4 separate regions of the Danio rerio genome follow, and all the other regions are linked to region 1. The links are chromatin contacts, called in public Hi-C and Micro-C maps. All regions are on one chromosome and are shown on one strand. Each heading gives the region's core, a stretch centred on a gene start, on an enhancer-like site or on the middle of the called end of the contact. The rest is flanking DNA. Distances are from core to core; before and after follow the strand shown.

Region 1 (2,527 bases), core at 15-2,514:
TGATTTTATGATTATTCCACCACCTATGCATACATTTTAGGGTCATGACCCCTTACGAAGAACTCATTTCATCATGTGGCTTTAAATTTGGCCACTTTTTACAAAAAAAATGTGTATTTATAAAAGTTATAAGCAGAGTTTGCTTTATCAAATAGATAATGTTATAGGTAAATGAACATTACTACTTGAAATAAAACGTATCGGCAACAATTTGTCAGTACCCAAAACACTTAAAGGGAAGATGACAAACTGTGTATTTCTGGCAACAACAGCAGATATCTATAACCCAAAAAAAATAACAAGGCATGATTCCCCGCCAACATTATAATAGTTATGTTAACACTAATTTTAAAACAATGAGTGGGTATAAATAAAAGTTTTAAACATTCCACTAGCTATTGGCTGGCACAAACAATCCTTAAATCAACTTAAAAGGGGATCATGTGCGGTTAGTTCTAAAAATATATCCACAAACTGTCTCTCTGTGACATTAATGTCATAACCTCGTGATCTCATACACCTCAGTAAATGAAGAACATTTGGCATGAGTATATAGACGTCACGTTGATGGGTGGGGAATCTCACCAGTTGCTTTTCCTGTTTTTCCAGTGCTGTCCGGTCTCTGGCAATTTGTCTCTGCGTTCCTCGCAGCTCTTTGTTTTGTTCTTTAATGACATCTGTAGAATGAAGGAGACATAGTTATCGATCGCCATATAAATTAATAATGCTAAAATGTCTGAGTCAGTTATAACAAATTAATGTGTTGGAACTACTTTCATAGCAAGGTTCAGAGGAACGATTAACGTAAAGGGACAGTGATTTCTTTTAAGAGCTAACGTTACTGGATTAGTTTATTTTAAACCGACATGCTTAAGTATTATTTGTAAGACACAAGCGAAAGAAGCCAAATGTAAAATGTTTACGTCATGGCAGCAATTCAAAGACACGTCTTTGTACAAACTACAGCCCAAATCGTATTTAATGTATTAAATAAAACGACAGAAATTGCTAACGCAGTCTTTGATAGACGTGAGAGCGTTGCTTGGGCGGCTTTGACAAACAAACAAGCACTCAAAGCGGCGGCAAGAAACTTACCATCTACGGTCTTTTTCTTGAATAACGATGTCATTACTGCAACAAACTCCGCCGACCAAGAAACTAATAAGAAAACTAAGTATATCACAATGACTATTATCAAGTGAGAGTTGGCTATCAAAATATCATGACTATTTCCTGGTTCCTGACAAGAAGGCGGTGAACTTCTGCTCTTCTGCATCAGTTATTCATTTTAATTGGTGAACATTGACGTGACGTTGCATTGAAGCTATCCAGTCGTAACATCACACTGACTGGCACCGCCCATAGATGTCTGCCGCAAAAACAAAGGTCTCTCTGTCGTTCTCGTAACTAAAAACTAAAATAAAAATATCTAAAAATAAGATAAAATGTATATATATAATATACAAATCAATACTTAAAATAATAATAATATTTAAATATTATTTAATGACAAGAAATACATCATAAATTAATAATAATAATACCAATGACAATTATAAATAAATATATACAGGAGTTTTTCTACAAATTTATGTGAAAACAAAAAGAAAACTGTCCTTTAATAAAGTATTAAACAATTACACAATTATATAAAACATTATATAATAATACTATAAATTATCATTTTTCTTCCAATTGTCAAATTTCAGATTCGATGGCTTCTAAAAGGCTGAAAACCCCTGCTGTAGTACATTTGAACAGATTTATTCATATTCATTACGACAAAAGTCAGCCAATCGTAGCGCACGGATTTGACGCATGCTCATGTGAACAGTCACGGAGAGACACCTCGTGTAAATTCGACTCTGCTCGATGGCTGTTCGTGTAGGTTCGTGCTACGTTCGGCAAGTTCCGCCTACCTCTCGGATCTTGTCGATCCTGAATTAGGGCTGTATTTCGTCCCCCTCGTTCTCTGTGTTGTTGTCCTCGGTGACGCGACGGAGGTGTAGCCTGACGCGGTCTCTTACGTGTCGGACTAAATAAAAGTGGAGCTCCGGAGGCCTGGGAGTGACGAGGCGAGTCTGTGTCGGGTAAGAAGAGACGCATTCGTGGGGGAAAGAGATAATACACTTGGCGTTTTAGTGGACATGTCGCAATGCTCGATCCGTCTGTAACAAAGAGATCATGGCGGCGGTGGGCATGTTTCTCCACAGCTCAGACTTGCTTGCAGACAATGAGTCAGGTTGTAGAAGGAGGAAAGCGGGACGGGTCTACAAAATACATGTGTTTATGGGAGAGAGATGCGTAGTTATGAATGTGACCGCCCGTCCATGGCACCTTTTTATGAAAGTCCAGCGCGTGAAATGATTTTTTTTCTTTTTTGGCTCCAGCATTGGTTTGTTGAGCAGTCTAAGCTCTCCGTGATACATTAAAGATCTTTACTGTATTCCCGCCCGAGCAATGGTGTTTTGTACCACATTAAACAGCTATTCTTTATCATAAATTGTGGGTTTTAACTGGTAAATAA
Region 2 (2,527 bases), core at 15-2,514, 220 kb after region 1:
ATCATTTTCATATCGTAGTCTTTTATGTTTGGTTCTATTAATGTATTAATTTATTAAATGTATTACAGCTGTTTTGCATAGCCCTGTGCGTTTTATTTATTTTTTATGCAACTTTTATGGACATACTTTGAGCTCAGGTACATTCTGTTTGATCATTCTTGAGATGTTTCAGTAGCTTAATTGAAGTTTATCTGTGGTAAATTCAGTTGATTGGACATGATTTGAAAAGGCATACACCTGTCTATATAAGGTTGTAAGGTTGACAGTGCATGTCAAAGCACAAACCAAGCATGAAGACAAAAAAATAAATAAAAAATGTCTGTAGACCTCCAAAACAGGACTGCCCATTGAGCAAAGGCTTTGAATACTTATGTACATGTGATTTGTCAGGTATTTCATTTTTAATAAAAATCTTTTTTTTTCCACATTGTCATTATGGGGCAGTGTGTGTAGAATTTTGAGGAAATAAATGAATTTAATCCATTTTGGAATAAGGCTGTAACATAAAAAATGTGGAAAAAGGAAGCGCTATGAATGCTTTCCCTGTGCACTGTTGTTAAATCTAACTGAACAATGCATATTTTTAAAAGGTTAATGGTTAATAATTATTTAACTAGCGCCAGTTTTGTGCTCATGTTTGTTTTTCCAAATTGAAGAACCAACTTTTTGTGCTAAAGTATTAGCCCTGTGTGCTATTAAAGAGTAGATGATGTTTGCAGCATGTCACTCAAAGATTATAAAAGTCAAATGGAATCCAACATGACTGTTCACACTGCGGTCACTTCGCAAAACATGAGAACAGTACTTAGTCAGTTACTTCTAAATTATGTTTTATTTATTTATTTATTTTTGGACATATAACATCTAGTATTGTCATACAAAACATAATTAATCTGTCAGTCATTCATCATCATGTTTATTTATTTATTTATTTATTTATTTTTTAGTCAGCGCAGCAGTTTGTTCCCCCACAGACGCATCATTCTCCACCACAAAGCCAAAAGAAAAGCATTGAAGCCCAGCACACCGAACAGACACCTCTCCAAGATCTCTCTTTGGATTCACTGACAATAAGCTCCTCTAAAAAGCCTGAGGAAACAGTAAGTGGTATTGCAGGATCCACTGTTTATCCAGCGATGTGAAGGTTTAAGAATAAAAATGAGGAAGTGTGACAAATAAGCTTACGCAGTTCTGAGTCTCTCTGTGACTCAACTCCAACTCCTTTAAAAGTATCTCTTCCTCTGGGCTTTCAAACCAGTCTGTGACACACCCAACAGTGACTCACATACAACACAAAGACAACACTAACCCGTTCACATGACTGCCAAACACACAGAGCGCTGTTTATAATGCAAGCACACAAGATATTGAAGAGAGTTTCTAATTTAACAAAAGGACGATATTAATATCGTTATATAATAGGATTATTCATAGGTCAACATTTACTAATGCATTATTTAAATACAAATTCATGCTTGTGAAGTTAGAAAGGCTTTATTCTGCAGAAACAACCATTCAGGGGTGTGTTTCCCAAAAAACGATGTAATCCGCGGCTGGACTATCAAAGTATGATGCATTGTTTGGGAAAAGAATGATGTAGTGATGAGTGGTTCCCAAAACCCGTGGTTTCTCTGTTGCAAATCTGTCGTTTGAATGATACTCTAAACAGGGTTGTAACAACTTTTTTAGTGAAGAACTCCATAATTTTTTGTGCAATTTTTATTGTTTTAAACGCACACGCATAAAAAAGTCCAATATTACTTTTGGTAAAAACATGCACTCGCTTTTCATATTAATTGAAATATATGTAAACGGCACACATAGGGCCTAAGATACCTTTACAAATATTCTTCAGAATAGGCCATATTCTAGTCTAAAATATAAAATCACTTACAATACCTAACACGTATTGTAATATCATATAGCAATAAATACATACATAAATAAATAAATGAATAAATAAATAAATGAATGAATAAATAAATAAATAAATAAATACATAAATAAATAAATAAGGCTATTTATTAAGAAATGAGATTTAATATTTATTATTTATTAGGAAATTATTATTTCTTTTTTAATTTGACACATGCAAACCACTGCAGAAATGTTCTAACCAACAGGCCCATGTCATATACAGTACAAATACTTGATAAATAACCCACTATAAATTTAAATGATTACCATATGCTGTTTTTTTTTTTTTTTTTTTTTTTTCACAAGCTTTGGAAGGTAGCAAATTCTGCTTTAAAATAATAGGTCACCTAGCTTTCATCATGAGCCATGGCTGTGTTCAAAATGACATCAATGTTTTCAAAATGCACAGTGAAGGGAGTGCATTTGTAGTCATGAAGATCACTAAAACTGTAATGTAAAAAAATCTTTTAAACTAAATTACACCTGCGTGATGACTTTAATGCTTTTTTTTTAATCAATGCAAATTTGAAAGTTAGAATGATCTAAAAGAATAGGGGGGATAACTGGGAATAGAACACAGCCAGGAACTATGTTTCTAACTAAAGCTCCA
Region 3 (2,527 bases), core at 13-2,512, 170 kb after region 1:
ATGAGGTAGAAGCAGTGGCGCAGTAGGTAGTGCTGTAGTGCTGTCCCTTCACAGCAAGAAGATTGCTGGGTCGCTGGTTCGAGCCTCGGCTTGGCTGGCGTTTCTGTGTGGAGTTTGCATGTTCTCCCTGCGTTTGCGTGGATTTTCTCTGGGTGCTCTGTTTTCCCCCCCACAGTCCAAAGACAGGTGAATAGGGTAGGCTAAATTGTCACTAGTGTAAGAGTGTGTGTGTAAATGCTTGTGTGGATGTTTCACAGAGATGGGTTGCGGCTAGATGTGCATCTGCTGCATAAAAAGTTGCTGGATAAGTTGACGGTTCATTCCTCTGTGGTGACTCCGGATTAATAAAGGAAATAAACTAAGCCGACAAGAAAATGAATGAATGATTATACAAACATGTTGTAAATAAATAACAAGAACAAAAAACAAATAAATATAGACATGGATGAATGAATGAATGAATGAATGAATGAATGAATATACAAACATATTGTAAATAAATAAACAAGAACAAAAAAAATAAATACACACACGAATGAGTTAATGAATTAATGCATAATTATACAAACATGTTGTGAAATCAATAAACAACAAAAAAACAAATACATATACACATGGATAAATGAATCAATGAATGCATAATTATACAAACATGTTAAAAGAAATAAACAACATTATTAACAAAACAAATACACACATGAATGAGTAAATAATAATAACATGTTGTAATAAACATGTTGTAAAATAAACAAACAACAACAGATAAAAAATACACACATTGATAAATGAATAAATGAAAAATTATACATACATGTTGTAAAATAAATAACAAAATAAAATAAAATAAATACACACATGAATGAATGAATGAATGAATGAATGAATGAATGAATGAATGAATGAATGAATGAATATGTTCCAAAAGTTTAAAGATCATGTCTACTGGCTGTCAAGTTCACCTTTTTTATTAGAGTCTGTCGCCACCTATCATCTGGTCTCGTAAAACAACAAATTTTCTTAGTCAACTTTGTCATCAAAGTGTATATGCTTAAAACAAGAACAAACATAAAAAAAAAAAAAACATAAATCGAACATAAACGTACAACTTTACAATAAGAAGTAAAAAAAAATAAATAAATAAAAAAGATTGTTCTTTAGATCATCTGCTTTGAACAAGAAACAGCACACTCTAAATTCTTTTCAAGCACACGCCCTCTCCAAAAGAGCGCAGGTAGGGCGTGGCGAGGACACTCTCTCTTTCCTGCACATCATCTGTAATTAAACTACGCAAAGCGCTGAACTGCTGAATAGCAATTGGAGCTCGCTTGGGTCACTCAAAGGGGTGAGTAAATCTTACTGCTGAACTTTCCTTACCAGAATTTCTAATTTTAGCGCGTTTCAAAGCTCTCAAAAAACACAAACAATATTTAATACTTTTCTACAGCATGATGAATTCATACACGTGGATTTTACTTCTGCTGGCAGGTCTCGCAGCAACCAAAGCGCAAGGTATGGTTTCCAGTCTAAACGTTTGTGTTGTCGTTTTGTTTTGGTAACAGCGCTTGTAACAGTTTGCGTACTGGGACCGCTTGTTCCCAAAATATCACAACTGTAACAGAAGAAGCTGATTTTTGACAGTTCTTCTATACGTCGCTGGTTTATGTCGCTTTTATGTGGAAATTAGTCACAGTTGCCTACTAGCGCAGTTTTTTGCCCTGGTGAACAAAGAGGTTGATTTGAGTTACCCAAGACCTTGGTACGTTGGCTTGACACGAAATGTGATTTTTCCACATACAAACTGCATGACTCACCAACCCTTGGGAAGAATGGCAGGAGGACTTTTAGCACAAAGCTAATGTTTCTTTTTGTAAGTCGATATTGGTAACATACTGTTTTTAAATGTATGACTAAAGGTTATGACATATAAATCCATGCTACAGAAGTAGATGCTGATTTCCCCCAATTCAGTTTATTTAATTGGATTTTAACAACTTTAAATGATTATTCAGTAGCTGTAAACGGTGAAAACCTGTGTTAACGTTAATATTTTATATACTTTGGTTCTCCAGCTGTAACCAAAATCATAAGCAAAACACTTCCTAATGTGGCTTTTAAAACATTACATTATACAATATTGCATGAATAGTAATATAAAAATGGATTATTAAAAAAACATAACACAACACATACAATATCTGATATCAGATATTATATGGGTTGTGTTACGCATTTAATTCTTCTGAAGATGCTTTGAAAGCTTTTTGCAAGCTTCTGAATGACAATATTTTTGCTGCATACTCTAAAAATGGTGGGTTGTTGTAATCCTACATTGGGTCAAGTATAAACAAACCCAACAATTGTGTTAAAAATGTAACTTAAACTTAATCGGAAAAAAGAACCCAATGTTGTTTTACGACAAGCCAGCTTTTTAAAGAGTTTATAGTGCTAATTCATTTTGGTAAATAATAAAACATAAAAAAGGAATCACAATTTTTAGTGTCCTGAAAAGTAATGCATAACATCTTCA
Region 4 (2,527 bases), core at 16-2,515, 150 kb before region 1:
CAGGAGGTAGTACTGCTTCAGCCAGCCTGTGTGGTGGCTTTGTGTGGGAATACGCACTGGATCTGGGTGAATGAAACACTGCAGAGGGATGTCTGCTGTTTGGGAATGGGATTCAGGATGTGTCTGTTGAAGAAGGTTTGTGTATCCGAGCTCCGCAAGACACTGCTTGAGGTTTGTAAGGTCACTGAACCGATTAAGCAGGACGCCATATTGCCATGAGAGTGGATTCAGAAGCACATCCCTGAAAATATTCAATATTTATATTGATTTGTAAACTAGTTATGAGATTGTCACTTAGACCAGGGGTGTCTAAACTCGGTCCTTGAATGCCGGTGTCCTGCAGATTTTAAATCCAACTTGCCTAAACACACCTGCAAGGATGTTTCTAGAAAGCCTAGTAAGAGCTTGATTAGCTTGCCCAGGTGTGTCTGATTGGGGTTGGAACTAAACTTTGCAGGACACCGGCCCTCCAAGAGAGAGTTTGACATGCCTGACTTAGACAATCTGAGGCAGTAACATTGATTACAAGGTAAAATCATAGCAAGCCTTAGTTAAAAGGGTGGCCAGAATTATAACCTTTCCTTTATTCATTTTCCTTCAGCTTAGTCATTTATTTGCAAAAGATTGACACAATGAAATGAACCACCAATAGTAACCATTTAAATGCAAATACATTTAAATGTTCTCATGAAAATTTTGACATCAAAATACAATAATTTAAATTATTTAAATAAGAATAAAAATTTTAACAGCATTAATTGATATTAAAAATCCTATTACCCACCTTGCATTCCACCACTGCTCTCCAAGCTCTTCACTGTACTGTCTATCAAAATGCTTCAGTACAGTCTCACAAAGCTGCTTCTGGGGTTTAGATATATATTGTGCTGCAAGCTGCTGAAATGGAGAACCATTAAATATTAAAACTAATTAAAAGTATTAAAATGTATATAATGTAATATAGAAATGATAATTTACTGATTACTAAATACGTAGTTGATATAAAATTCTATAAATATTGAATTGCAGTTGTTATCGTAGTATTATGTTAGTGTTATGTGTTTTGTCGTATTTAAATCACAGATGTAATACGTTTTGTCCGCTTACTGTATTAGAGATTGTGTTTTGGCCATGACATGAAGAGGACAGAATACACTTAATAGACTTCAGAAAGAGAAATGAACTGCCTGACATGCAGAATAATTTCGGTGAAAACATTGATATTGATGCAATTTATTTCTGACTACATAGCTACTGTTCCGCGGTCCGTCTTCTTACTGAGTTCCCCCGGAAATGTGGGTTGTGATGTTAGTTCCGTTTTTCTGTGTTTGAGGGTCGGTATCAATCGGTATTATGGTCGGTTGACGGCCTTTATTTAGTACAATTTATAATTTGTAAATATTTTTTTTCTTTTTATGTGTTTTTAATCGCAAGTAACATTCAAGTAATTGTTGAGTTAGAGTGAAAGTATTCAGAAACTACGAATTAATTATGTAATCTAAACAAATATTACACATAGCCATTTGGCCAGTAAATACAGAATATATTTAAATACAAAATAACTGATGCACATTAGCCTTTTGGTAAAATAGTCAGGGTTGGAAAGTTGAACAATGAATGTAAACGCAGAATAACTACATTTTCTAAAGCTTTTTTAATCAACTTAGACTAAGCTGATTGCTGGCAATACAGGCAATGTTTATCAGCTGAAACTGCAAAAGTTTAACACATATAATAGCCAAACATAAAGACATTTCGAGTTTTGTGTGTTGCTATGTTTTGTTCAGAGTATTCAAGTATTCAGTCAGGAAAAAAATATATATGATTTTGTTCTTTATCTCTGTAGCTGTACACCAGAACATTCTAGACAGAACATTTCTTTCTAGAAAACCAGTAGTCTACTAACTTCTAGTGTTTTCTGCCTACACTATACAAAATGCCTTTAGTGTGCAGAATTAAGTTCCAACACACTGCAAGTTACAAACAACCCTGAAGGACTTAATTAATTCGACGAGGTTTGTTTTATTAAGTTTGAAGCTATTGTGAAGAGTGCAGTGTCATCAAATTATTATTCATTTCATTGTTTCTTAATCCCTTCAAATGAAAGTATGCCTAAAATGGTGCATTAAGACAGAATAAAAGATGAACAAATATTACAGTCTAGTAGTTGAAATTGTTTTTTTAATAGTACTAAATGTTTATATCTATTAAACACTTAGGCCTATTACAATGTTAAATATAACAGTAATTTAATTACATAATTATAGCTTCTAACAGTGATGTTAATATTTCATGGCATAAAGTTGAAGTGTTTTAAATGCTAAGATTTTAAAATGTGCGACATGGTAGCTCAGTGCACTGTCATCTCACAGTAAGATGGTCGCAGGTTCGAGTGCCAGCTGGAGCAGTTGACATTTCTGAGGAGTGCATGTTCTCCTCCGGGTGCTAGAGTTTCTCCCACAGTCCATAGACATGGGGTACAGGTAAATTGAATAAACCAAATTGGCCGTATGAGTGTGTATGGGTG

What was found. A called contact is a pair of places that touch in the nucleus more often than the background predicts.
Region 2: a contact with region 1 is called in a Micro-C map of caudal fin, with 9 times the contacts expected there. The contact joins the enhancer-like site here to the promoter of chmp2bb in region 1. A contact is called at or near these places in 3 of 18 Hi-C or Micro-C datasets (caudal fin, hematopoietic stem cells and an unstated tissue) and 1 of 4 datasets of contacts at active chromatin or transcription factors (embryo).
Region 3: a contact with region 1 is called in a Micro-C map of caudal fin, with 6 times the contacts expected there. The contact joins the promoter of cd99 here to the promoter of chmp2bb in region 1. A contact is called at or near these places in 2 of 18 Hi-C or Micro-C datasets (caudal fin and an unstated tissue).
Region 4: a Hi-C map of hematopoietic stem cells shows a contact between it and region 1, with 2.6 times the contacts expected there. The contact joins the promoter of nsun3 here to the promoter of chmp2bb in region 1. A contact is called at or near these places in 2 of 18 Hi-C or Micro-C datasets (caudal fin and hematopoietic stem cells).

What each region holds. Positions count from the first base shown.
Region 1 is chr1:37,071,031-37,073,557 of GRCz12tu, reverse strand. It overlaps chmp2bb (charged multivesicular body protein 2Bb), which reads right to left and starts at 1,264. Exons shown (of 6, transcript NM_212904.2): 1 at 1,096-1,264; 2 at 586-677. The coding sequence starts at 1,129. creb1a (cAMP responsive element binding protein 1a) reads left to right here and starts at 1,983. Exons shown (of 8, transcript NM_200909.1): 1 at 1,983-2,090.
Region 2 is chr1:36,853,873-36,856,399 of GRCz12tu, reverse strand. gyg2 (glycogenin 2) reads left to right here. Exons shown (of 9, transcript NM_001145576.1): 7 at 948-1,100. Among named protein-coding and RNA genes, the nearest start is that of gyg2, 11 kb to the left of the region's middle. Within about 2 kb of position 1,264, at least 25 of the 62 cell types and tissues checked have an H3K27ac peak or open chromatin away from gene starts, as enhancers often do. A contact at or near this core is called in caudal fin, where this site is marked.
Region 3 is chr1:36,896,463-36,898,989 of GRCz12tu, reverse strand. cd99 (CD99 molecule) reads left to right here and starts at 1,262. Exons shown (of 14, transcript NM_001431085.1): 1 at 1,262-1,342; 2 at 1,445-1,509. The coding sequence starts at 1,449.
Region 4 is chr1:37,217,868-37,220,394 of GRCz12tu, reverse strand. nsun3 (NOP2/Sun RNA methyltransferase 3) reads right to left here and starts at 1,265. Exons shown (of 6, transcript NM_001431082.1): 1 at 1,108-1,265; 2 at 785-894; 3 at 1-241. The coding sequence starts at 1,218.